Linked DNA regions of Danio rerio: all the other regions are linked to region 1. The links are chromatin contacts, called in public HiCAR-type maps. All regions are on one chromosome and are shown on one strand. The core of a region is the stretch at or near the end of the contact, and the rest is flanking DNA. Distances in the headings are between cores, read along the strand shown.

Region 1 (3,319 bases), core at 521-3,020:
GCAGGGAACAAACAACCCCCGAGGACCCTCAGGGAAACACGGGGGGCCGGTAGTGGGACCTCGCTGCGAGGGTTATGGTGGGTGGGAGTAGCGAGGCCCACTCATCGTCTATTTTAAACTATAGTTTCAAACTTTAGTTTACTATAGTTTGAAATAGACACCATGGTAACTGTTATGAATTAACTTTATGCAAAGAGCTTAGAATGACCAAGAGGAACAGCCCTGGATTCCGCCATTTTGAAGTGAAAGCGATCGGCCGTCCATTGGATCTCATTGCTGTCGCGGTGGACAGCAGCTGCTTTGTTTTTATTTAATTTATTCAAAAAGCGCGTTGTTGTTTCCCAAATTGTAGAGTGTCGCCTCTTGGTGATTCTAAGCTCTTTGCTCTTAGTCTGACTGTTGTAATGTTTTGCTTTGTTTTTCAGCTAAGCTGTTGAGCAAAGAAGGACTATTGAAGACAACAGTTGGGTGGAGATGCTTTGGATGTCTTTGAGTTGAGACAACCGTGGGTTATATTCACGAGCGCGCGCGTTATAATGTTTCCGGGTTGTTTTCTGAAAGTTTGTCTTGTTTGCATGTCAAACTAAATAAACTATACTCTTTCTAAACACCTGTCTCGTGTTTTATTTGTCCTCTACAGCAATGCACTGTCATGTAAGTCTGTTGAATGCATTTGTATGCAACACAGTAGTCTAACAAATAAATGGTTGTTATAAATGTACCTTCATTAGTCAACATTTGGTGTAGGTAATAAAAAGTTAATCAATGATGTCCTAAGACATAAGGGTTATGTTATGGTTGTTTCATAACTATATTTAATATTATTCTGTATGATTAAAACCAGCAAATTATACTATATATTTAACATGTCATGTACTTACTGTTATTTTAAAATGTGCTTAATAAAATGTCCTAAGACAAGAATGGGTGTTTTTTTATGGCAACCTACAGTAGGATTAAGGTTGACTACAGCAGGTATAGGCTACATACATCATAGGGAGTTTTTTTAATGACCCAAATCAAGTAAAATGTCTTACTCAAGTACTTTTAGCATGCAAAAGTCAAATTTAAGTATATAAAATACAGTTTCCAACAACAAAATTTTGTCTTGTGAAAAAGACTAGTGTGGTGGTAAGAAAAAAAGTAACATCAAGTTATATATATTTATAAAAGAAGTTGAACAAGTTGTCATAATATGTAGTCATTAGATCATGTGACCGCTAGATGGCGCTCAATTAAAAGGAGCGTTCATTTCAAAGGAGCGCTATACCCTGTACTAAAATGGCGGCTCTATTGACGCATTCCTTCCAATAGACAACAACAGTGTAGTCGACATCTAATGTAAATATCTATGGTAAACGAGTAATGTTTTGGGGTGACAAAATGTGATGTTTTTGTTTGACTACGTTATTCAGTAAGATCATACTGCAACATTTAATAAAATAGGAATTCATGGATATAAATAGGATAACGCAATCAAATTTTAATTAACAATAATGAGACAGTTATTCGTATAGTGAACTAGTAACGAGTCAAACTAACAGGATAATAAACAAAAAGTCATGCAGACATTCAACGAGGCATAATTTAAAGCTTTTTGAAGTGAAGTCGGGTAAAATGGCATTTTTAAATAATGTGAAATTTATTTATCCATATTTACAACAGTCATGGTAATAAATATAAATGATCACTTTAATTGTAAAATTAAAAATGAACTACTACAAATTAATAACGTTAATATTTCAATAGACATTATATATTAACTAGCTAGACGCCGCATCCATGGTCCACTTCGGTCCGTTGCTCCGATACGTCAACGCAGCCGCCATCTTAATCCGGTCATCAGTGCCCTGCATAAATATTTATGAGTGCGCTATAAACAGAAGCAACTGAACGGAGATGCAGTGATAAAATGCAGTAACGCTTATATGTATTGACTGATTATAGTTTTATGTTAGAAAAATTCAAAATTCCCTCTTTTTTGACGCCTGAGCAAGAGCTGGAGGAAGCAGTACCGGAAGTGAACCAGTGCGCATGTCTAAACGGTCGCAGCAGATTTGGCGTTTGGTTTGAATGGGTTGTTGCAGCGAGTTAGCGACCGAAGCGAAAACGAGAGACGACAACAAATAATATTATGTAGCCACAAAATGGCTGGTTTATCTAACCTTACGGGGTTAGTCTCCGAGCCGTCCGGAGAAGCAGAGTCGTCCGTCTCCTCCGTGAGCAACAGAAGTTTGCGTTTGGCAGAAAAAGAGAAGAAAAAAGGCGAGGCGGATCCCTTTACTGCAGCGGCGAAGTATCTGTCTCAATGTAAGTGCTGCCAAAACACATCAGAAATACTTTACATGTCTTTTTAAAAGCATAACTATTCAATATTGTGTCAAATATCCCATTATTTGTTAACTATTAGTTGTTTTTAGTAAACTAGTTAGTGGCTTCGTGGTGTTAGGTCTTTTGTTTGTGTTGACGGGGTCGCTTCATCATGTGCTGTATCCACATGTAGCGTTAACGTTAAATCTTATAAGTTGTGTCTGCTTGTGTTTTTGCATGTTTTAGTTAAAGCTGGCACAACAGTCAGAGGCAATGATGAGCTGGAGAGGAGTATTTTGGTGGTGGAGACGGTGGCTGTCAGTAAGGGTCTTCCCCCTGAGGTCATCACAGTGCTGCTGGATTTGGCCTTGAGTCTCAATGCAGGTAACGTTAACTTAACTTTATATATTCAGGGGATGGTTGGCTTTACTAGATGTATTTGTTTCTGCTAGGATTCAGGTTATTAAAGATTTGTTTTGATCTGAAAATAGCAAAGTAGAATAGAAAGTAGCAAATTTGGGCATCATGTTCAGGCCAAAAACGACAAGATACCAAAGTAGATGTTGGGTGTTCTTGTTTGCATTCATTTTGTGTAGGTTTTGCCATTCAGGATATTCACAAGTGTCATTTAATTAGATGGAACAACATGTGTCCTTCTTCTCTATTGTAAACAAACCATATTAAATCATATGTTTGCATCAGTCTGACAGAAGGCTTGCACTCCAGACTGTGGTGAATGCACTCAGCACTAATAATTTCCCATAAGCTGTGTATTAATAGTAATTATGTTCAGTCTCTTGCACAGACGAATCGTTTAATTTAAGAAGACCTCGATGTATTTGCTGGAGCCACAAGTATTCATTTTGTTTAGCCTGTATATGCTTTATTGACTCTCAAAGTGCTATCATCCCCAACTTCCATGTTATGAATCATCACTGACCTCAATTTCAGCTAAAACTATAAAATTGGTTTAAAGACAAAATTCTTATTTCAAATATTTCCCAAGTGA
Region 2 (3,319 bases), core at 318-2,817, 430 kb after region 1:
TAGCATCTTTATTAGTGCTGTCAAGCAAATTATCGCGTTCAATTAGTTTGTACACATAGATGTCTTGAACAAATGTTTATGTTACCTTTTCTTCTGTTTTTCAGCCAGTTTGGAGTTCTATAAAAGCGGTTCTGCATTTCTTATTTTGGCTGATTTTAAGAATCATAAACAACATAAAACAGAAACATTTGATGTTCTGATACCGATTCTTGTGTAGAAGAATCACTTTCTGCCCTCCATCTGAGTCTTGCGCGTGATCAATGACGTCATGTGAAAACAACCTATTCCATTCCTATGGTATATGTAAGATTTTTTTTGTTCGTTTTTTAGGACAACAGTATCTCCAACAGAAAAGATATCCAAAGATGCTGTTTTAAATTGTAAAGAGATCTGTGTTACTTCATGTTCTTAAAACTAATTAAGACAGCAGAATTTAATTACTTAGCCTGACATGTTTACTGTTCCAAAAATATTTTAAATGCTTAAAATAGATCATGTTCAAAGGTAAAAATGTTTTTATTACCAGACATTAAAAAATATATATATATATATTTTAAAGCAGTAATCACCATACGGTCAAACCGTGATATTTTTATCCAAGATTATACCATCAGAAACTATTACTGGCTCATGCCTACAAACAACACTATAAAGAACACAAGTATTCAAACACTTTTAATTAAAGTATGTACATTTGTCCAGTGACTTTTTTTCCTAATATAGGACACAAACTGACCTGAGGAAGCCGCAAAATAAACTGACTCTCCAGTTCATGAGGAGCATCTTCTTTGCTTTTAGTGCCGACCTTTCCCACTGTAAGAGAGACAACTTAAAATGTTACATACTGGTTGATATTTATTCATAAAATAAACTGATAAAGTCCAATAATTTGTATTAAATGTTAATAAATACACTTAGGAATATAACGTTAGCATACGTACTAAATGATTAGCATGACCATGTACCACGGTACTTGCATGTAGTTGTAATTACATGGTACTTATTACCGTTTTACGAGTTCAAACGATGGTAATACCACAGTAATACCCCAATGTCAATAGAAAAGGGAGTGCGTGCATATTTGTACCTTTTGTTTTTGAGGTCATCTTTGGCTCTTAGTTCTGCAAAGAAATAGAATATAATACAATACATGTATACAGCCGCATATAAATGGCTACAGGCGTTTAAATACATTATAAAAGTATTATTTAAGAAAAACGTGTTTATCTACGAGTGATAAAATACTAATAATGTAGCACAATTCAAAGCTGTTAATAAACATACTCACCAAAATCCTGTGAGAATCTTACAGGCTAATGCTACATATGCGAAGCTAACATTAGCCTTATTATATATAACACGAATATCGTTGACGTAATTGTTTAATAAATATTCGCTTCTTGAAACAATATAGAGCGCAGTAGTAATAATAGTAATGCTAACATTAATTCCAGTACTTACAGTAAATAATATGATTGTTATCAGAGAACAGCTAAATTGAGCACATAAACATAGCTGTGCCTCTATGAAGTGTCTCGCGGAAGCTCGGCGTATTTTAGCGCTGCACTGCCACCTGCTGTCCGTTTTGCATAGATATGTCCGTTTTGTAGAAGCAGCTAACTTTTATAAAACCACGCCAATACTCTAACAAATGCTAAAGTCTGCTTACACAACCCCCAGAAAATATGACGCTTATGTAATTGCTTTACTAAACGCTTGATAAATATGAAATCAACACAAGGGACCAGGATTTCTGCTGATGTATCAATAGTCAAAAAAACATGTAGTAAAGTATCGTCCCATATGGTCTAGCGGTTAGGATTCCTGGTTTTCACCCAGGCGGCCCGGGTTCGACTCCCGGTATGGGAAGTAAGGTTTTTAGATTAAAACGTTTTAACCGAGACAACCTTCTCAGAAAAGATTTTATATATATATATATATACATATATATATATATATACACACACACACACACACACACACACACACACACAGTTATATGATTACATGAAAATGTTTACAAAGACATTGGGTTGAGAATATCCAACGTAATGTACTGTAGAGGTAAAGCTTTTATGATTACAACAGTTTTGTCTCTTCTATAATATCCAGCTGTGTTCTATATGACCTTTTATTCATCACTCTGACCATGCTTTGAGAGAACTTTAAAATGGTCTATTTGTAATTTATATTAACCCTGTCATTCTTTTTGTTTCTCTTTTTGATTTGCTTTGTTCTGTTGTTTATTTTGTGTTGTAACTTGTTATAGGGTTTATACATTTTCTGTATCTGTACTCTTAACAATAACAAAAGAAAAAAATGTTTGCAATAATTTTTTAGTTTAGGTACAGATATTAGATTGTTAATACTGTGGATGGAAGAATGAAGATTGCATGCTTTGTAGCATGTTGCTGACATGATTAGCATGCTAAAGATAACCTATTTAACCTATTAAAGATATGCATAATATAGATAAATAGATGCGCTGCATAAATCATATGCTGGATAAGTTTGTGGTTCATTCCTCTGTGGTGTCCACTGATTAATAAAGGGACTAAGCCGAAAATAAAATGAATGAATAAATGTTGCAACTAGGTAGCCTAACTTTTTGATCTGTGCCCTTTGCTAAAACAGTGGAAGAAGAAATGTGCATGGGGATTAATGATTCATGTGTGAACAATACTTGAAATAAAATAAATAAATATTTATTTTTGAAAGATGACACATTCGATGTAAGCACATGATATTTAAGAGAGTAAATGACAGCAGTTCAGTGCTGGGCTTGGGTCAAACACACATGCCATCAACAAATAGGTTATCATCTAATATAATGTTATGAAGTATACGGTATATGTATGTAAATATGTCATTTGCCACACTTGTTAAGTTCTTGAAAAGTTTGTAAATGCATCTGGAAAGTGCTTGAAAAGTGCTTTAAAGAGTTTTATTATTAACAATATTTTTCTTTAATTCTGAGAAGATATGGTTTATAGTTATAGCTAAACAAAGTAAGTTTAACAGTAAATTACTATTATAGTTAGTAAATATTTTTTGTAAGAAACAGTAGGGTATGAAAAGTGTTTCTTTTGGAAATTTAGAAAATAAAATGGGGGAACACTAGCTAGCATTTCCAGAGAGGTGTAACCAAACCTTTTCAAAGTCTGAGGACAATATATCAAAGAATGTATAAATAATTCCCCAGACCACAAACAACAGTATTACCAATGAATTCCCCAAACAGGCTTTCCGATAATGGGAGGGGCAGACAGAGGCATTAAGGGCTCATCTGAATTTTATGACACCACAAACTGTACACGCA
Region 3 (3,319 bases), core at 249-2,748, 410 kb after region 1:
GTGGAAGCATATAAAGGTTAAACAGGAGAGGTGCCAGAATTTAACCTTGTGGTTCACATGCCATGTGTGACCACCTCAACCTATGGCCATATATAATGAAATAGTAACCTCTCCCTTCAAGGTAAGATCTGAACCATTTGAGGACTGTCCCAGACAGCCCAAACCAGTTTTCCAGCCTATCCAGATGTTTGCTGTGATCGTCAGTGTCAAATGCAGAACTGAGATCAAGCAATTCCAGCACTGTTAGTTTGCCTGAATACTTATTTAGGCGTATGTCACTGATTATCTCTATAAGAGCGCTCTCTGTACTGTGATGTGGTCTGAAACCAGATTGAAAATTGTCTAAACATCCTTTAGAGCTTAAGAACTTAACATTTTTTTTTTCAGTGACTTTGTCAATGAAAGGGATATTTGAAATTGGCCTGTAACTGCTCAATAGGGAGTTATCCAGGTTATTCTTTTTCAAGAGAGGTTTAACAACTGTAGTTTTAAGTGAGTTTGGAAAAGACGCTGAGAGAAGTGAAGCATTTACCACTTTTAGGAGATCAATTTCTAAGGGTTAAACACCGTTTTGAAGAATGATGTGGGGAGTGTGTCAAGACGGCAAGTTGATGTTTGATAACAAGCAGGAAATGTTCATAGGCCAATGACATGAGCACATTGAAATGGGTCTATAGCTTCATTCCTGGCCCAAATTTGTTTTCATTATAAGACATTTAAATGTGATGTTTTTTTAAAGTATATTAATGGCGACACATTGATGGAATACAGAGCACAGCTGGTAAATGGAGAGATTAATGTTGGCATTGTCATGGAAAATGTTTGTCATCCTCTCCAGGCTGAGGGCCATATGGCTGGACAAGTAGGGGGTGGGAAAGTCACCTGGCACAGATACGATGTTCCTTTGCCGCTGCCCAAAACGATAGGTTGCCAAACTTCTGTGCAATAATACGGACCAAATGTTTCATCGCATAACAAAACCATTTTATCATCAGTGGAATCAGGCTACAACCATTACTAATCAAAGTAAACGGTTAGACATGAAGCAAAAGCCACATACTCTTCTTACCTTAGTTCCATTGGGAAAATGCGGCATTGGTCCTTGACCTCCATGCAAAATCTTCTTTTTTACTCCAGGATGGTTTAGCAGATAAGTCTCTTCCATTTTCTGCTTGTTTTCCGAGGAGTGTTTTTTTATTTATTGAATCAGTCCTAATGTCCTGTAGCCTTGTGAGAGATGATCCTTGGGTGTGTTAATTAGCAAGCTAAGGGAGAGAGGAAAAAAATAATATAATAATAAAAATCACACCCTGTAGCCCGGTGCTGCCTGTCTGCTCTCTGACAGATGGCTGGATTACCAGGTTGAGGATAGCCACTTTAATCTGCCTTGGCTAATCCTTCAACCCCTCTGAATCTTCAGTATAATCCCCTGTAAGAAGTGAAGGGATGGGTGACCAGAGAGCGGAACTCAGAGTACGGAGACAGTCGAGATCATTCTGGAAGGCAATGGAGTTCAGTAATCCCGCAGAGAGTTTGTTAGTGTAATTCAGTGCGGACAGAGTGATCTAGAATTCTCCAGAACGATTTTCCAGTTTGTTAACCCCTGTAATAGGAGTAAGCTTACAGATTTGCAGACTTTCTGAACAGCAGAAACTCGCCAACAACACAACTTTTTTTCAAATGGGAATTTATTTGAACAAGTAACTAAAAACAAGGTCAAAAGAAAGAACGAATGCATGATTGATCCTTCCAATCCACAGTATGATGAGGCCAGATGGTCAGTCACATATTTAGACAACTCACATTCAGCTAATACAAGAAGTCAGACATGTGTGTATGTATTCAGCAGTCGCCTCTGGTCAGTGTGCTTGTATTGCTGAATCTTGGTAATGGTGAGCATCACTTCTCGATCAGCGAGTCCAGCTGCTCTTGAAGGGAAGCCAGCTGTTGGAACAGAATAGCATTGATGGATGGCTAGCAGTAGGGGTATAATTGAAGGCTAAGTGCAATATGTTCAACAACACCTCCAACATTGCTACTTTTATTTCCCCATTAGACCATTTGTCAGTTTAGGTGTAAACAAACAGTGACAGGAGAAAATGACATTGGCCGAGGGTTATGGTCAATAATAATAGATAGCAACCAACTGGTTAAAGCATGCATGCGTGTTTACTTCTTTTACTCAGCACTACTGCATATGGAAAGTTAGATCAAGCTCAATAGAAATGTGTTGTAGTCTCATACGTGCATTTGTGTTTGAAATGTACATACAGTGGTCCCTCATTAATCGTGGGAGTTACGTTCTAAAAATAGCCAGCAATAGCTGAAATCTGCGAAGTAGTCCGCTGTAATTTTTTACAATTATTATAGATGTTTAAAACCACTCACTACACCATTTTCTCAGAGATACACTTTTCTCTCGTTTAAACACTTGCGTAACTTCTACCTTCCTTTAGCACGTCCAGAGGTCCAACTTTTTGTGCAATGGTTAGCATTTTCCTCTGCCTTTTGGGTGCTACCGTGGGTGTCTTTGACTGTGCAGAATGTTTCGTCGACATTATGGGGTTTGTTGGAGAGAAAACTTGCAAACATCCAGTACAGCACTTCAGAGTCATGCTGCTAGCAATCAAAGATTTATGTCAATCGCCAGCTGAACGCATTCTGTACTGTACAGGAGAGACAGCATGGAGGAGATTGATTGACAATGATCTACAGCCAATCAGGACGCAGAACACAATGTGCTGAAAAAAAGCATGTCAAGTTGCATAAAAAAACCTGCGAGACCGCTAAAGATGAACTGCGTTATAGCGAGGGACCACTGTATTGCATTTTAACATACATTCAGTTTGAGTAGATTCTAATACATTTGGCATCAGTTTAAAGTAACACTTTTATTTTTGGATGGAAATTGGCTCATTTTAAAACTTTTCCAAATGGTAAACAGTTGATTTTTTAAAATATATTTAACTGATCTCCATGTCTGGCAGGAGAACTTTTAGCTTAGCTTAGCATAAATCATTGAATCGGATTAGACCATTAGCATCTTACAAAAACAGATTAAAAGTTTGACTCTTGTGTAGTTGCATTTTGTACTAAGACCAATGGAAAATGAGAAGTTGCTATTTTCTAGCAATGGTATTACACAGTGTGTGGTTACCTAATTGGGGATTTTTTTCAGGTATTGCGTAATATCTTTGTGCCTGCTGCAGCCATGGTAAAGTATATTTCCGGGGGTCAAGTGGTGATTTCCAAAGATCAAATTTATGAAACATAAAATTACCATATTTTATCCATAACATACAGAAGTAAAAATAGTGGT

What was found. HiCAR-type assays count read pairs that join an accessible place to other places.
Region 2: a contact with region 1 is called in a HiCAR-type map of caudal fin, with 11 times the contacts expected there. The contact joins the promoter of taf7 here to the promoter of cenpi in region 1. A contact is called at or near these places in 4 of 18 Hi-C or Micro-C datasets (caudal fin, hematopoietic stem cells, skeletal muscle and 1 more) and 1 of 4 datasets of contacts at active chromatin or transcription factors (caudal fin).
Region 3: a HiCAR-type map of caudal fin shows a contact between it and region 1, with 9 times the contacts expected there. The contact joins the promoter of LOC100534741 here to the promoter of cenpi in region 1. A contact is called at or near these places in 3 of 18 Hi-C or Micro-C datasets (caudal fin, skeletal muscle and an unstated tissue) and 2 of 4 datasets of contacts at active chromatin or transcription factors (caudal fin and embryo).

The regions. Positions count from the first base shown.
Region 1 is chr14:45,878,321-45,881,639 of GRCz12tu, reverse strand. cenpi (centromere protein I) reads left to right here and starts at 1,770. Exons shown (of 20, transcript NM_001386250.1): 1 at 1,770-2,310; 2 at 2,557-2,694. The coding sequence starts at 2,148. LOC141377588 (a long non-coding RNA gene) reads left to right here. Exons shown (of 2, transcript XR_012389962.1): 2 at 426-608.
Region 2 is chr14:45,449,313-45,452,631 of GRCz12tu, reverse strand. It overlaps taf7 (TAF7 RNA polymerase II, TATA box binding protein (TBP)-associated factor), which reads right to left and starts at 1,567. Exons shown (of 13, transcript NM_173260.1): 1 at 1,462-1,567; 2 at 1,088-1,121; 3 at 737-813. The coding sequence starts at 1,106. It overlaps trnae-uuc (transfer RNA glutamic acid (anticodon UUC)), which reads left to right and starts at 1,798; the gene lies at 1,798-1,869.
Region 3 is chr14:45,471,046-45,474,364 of GRCz12tu, reverse strand. LOC100534741 reads right to left here and starts at 1,498. Exons shown (of 8, transcript XM_009291223.5): 1 at 1,070-1,498. The coding sequence starts at 1,165. It overlaps taf7 (TAF7 RNA polymerase II, TATA box binding protein (TBP)-associated factor), which reads right to left. Exons shown (of 13, transcript NM_173260.1): 13 at 1,696-1,944. The coding sequence ends at 1,900.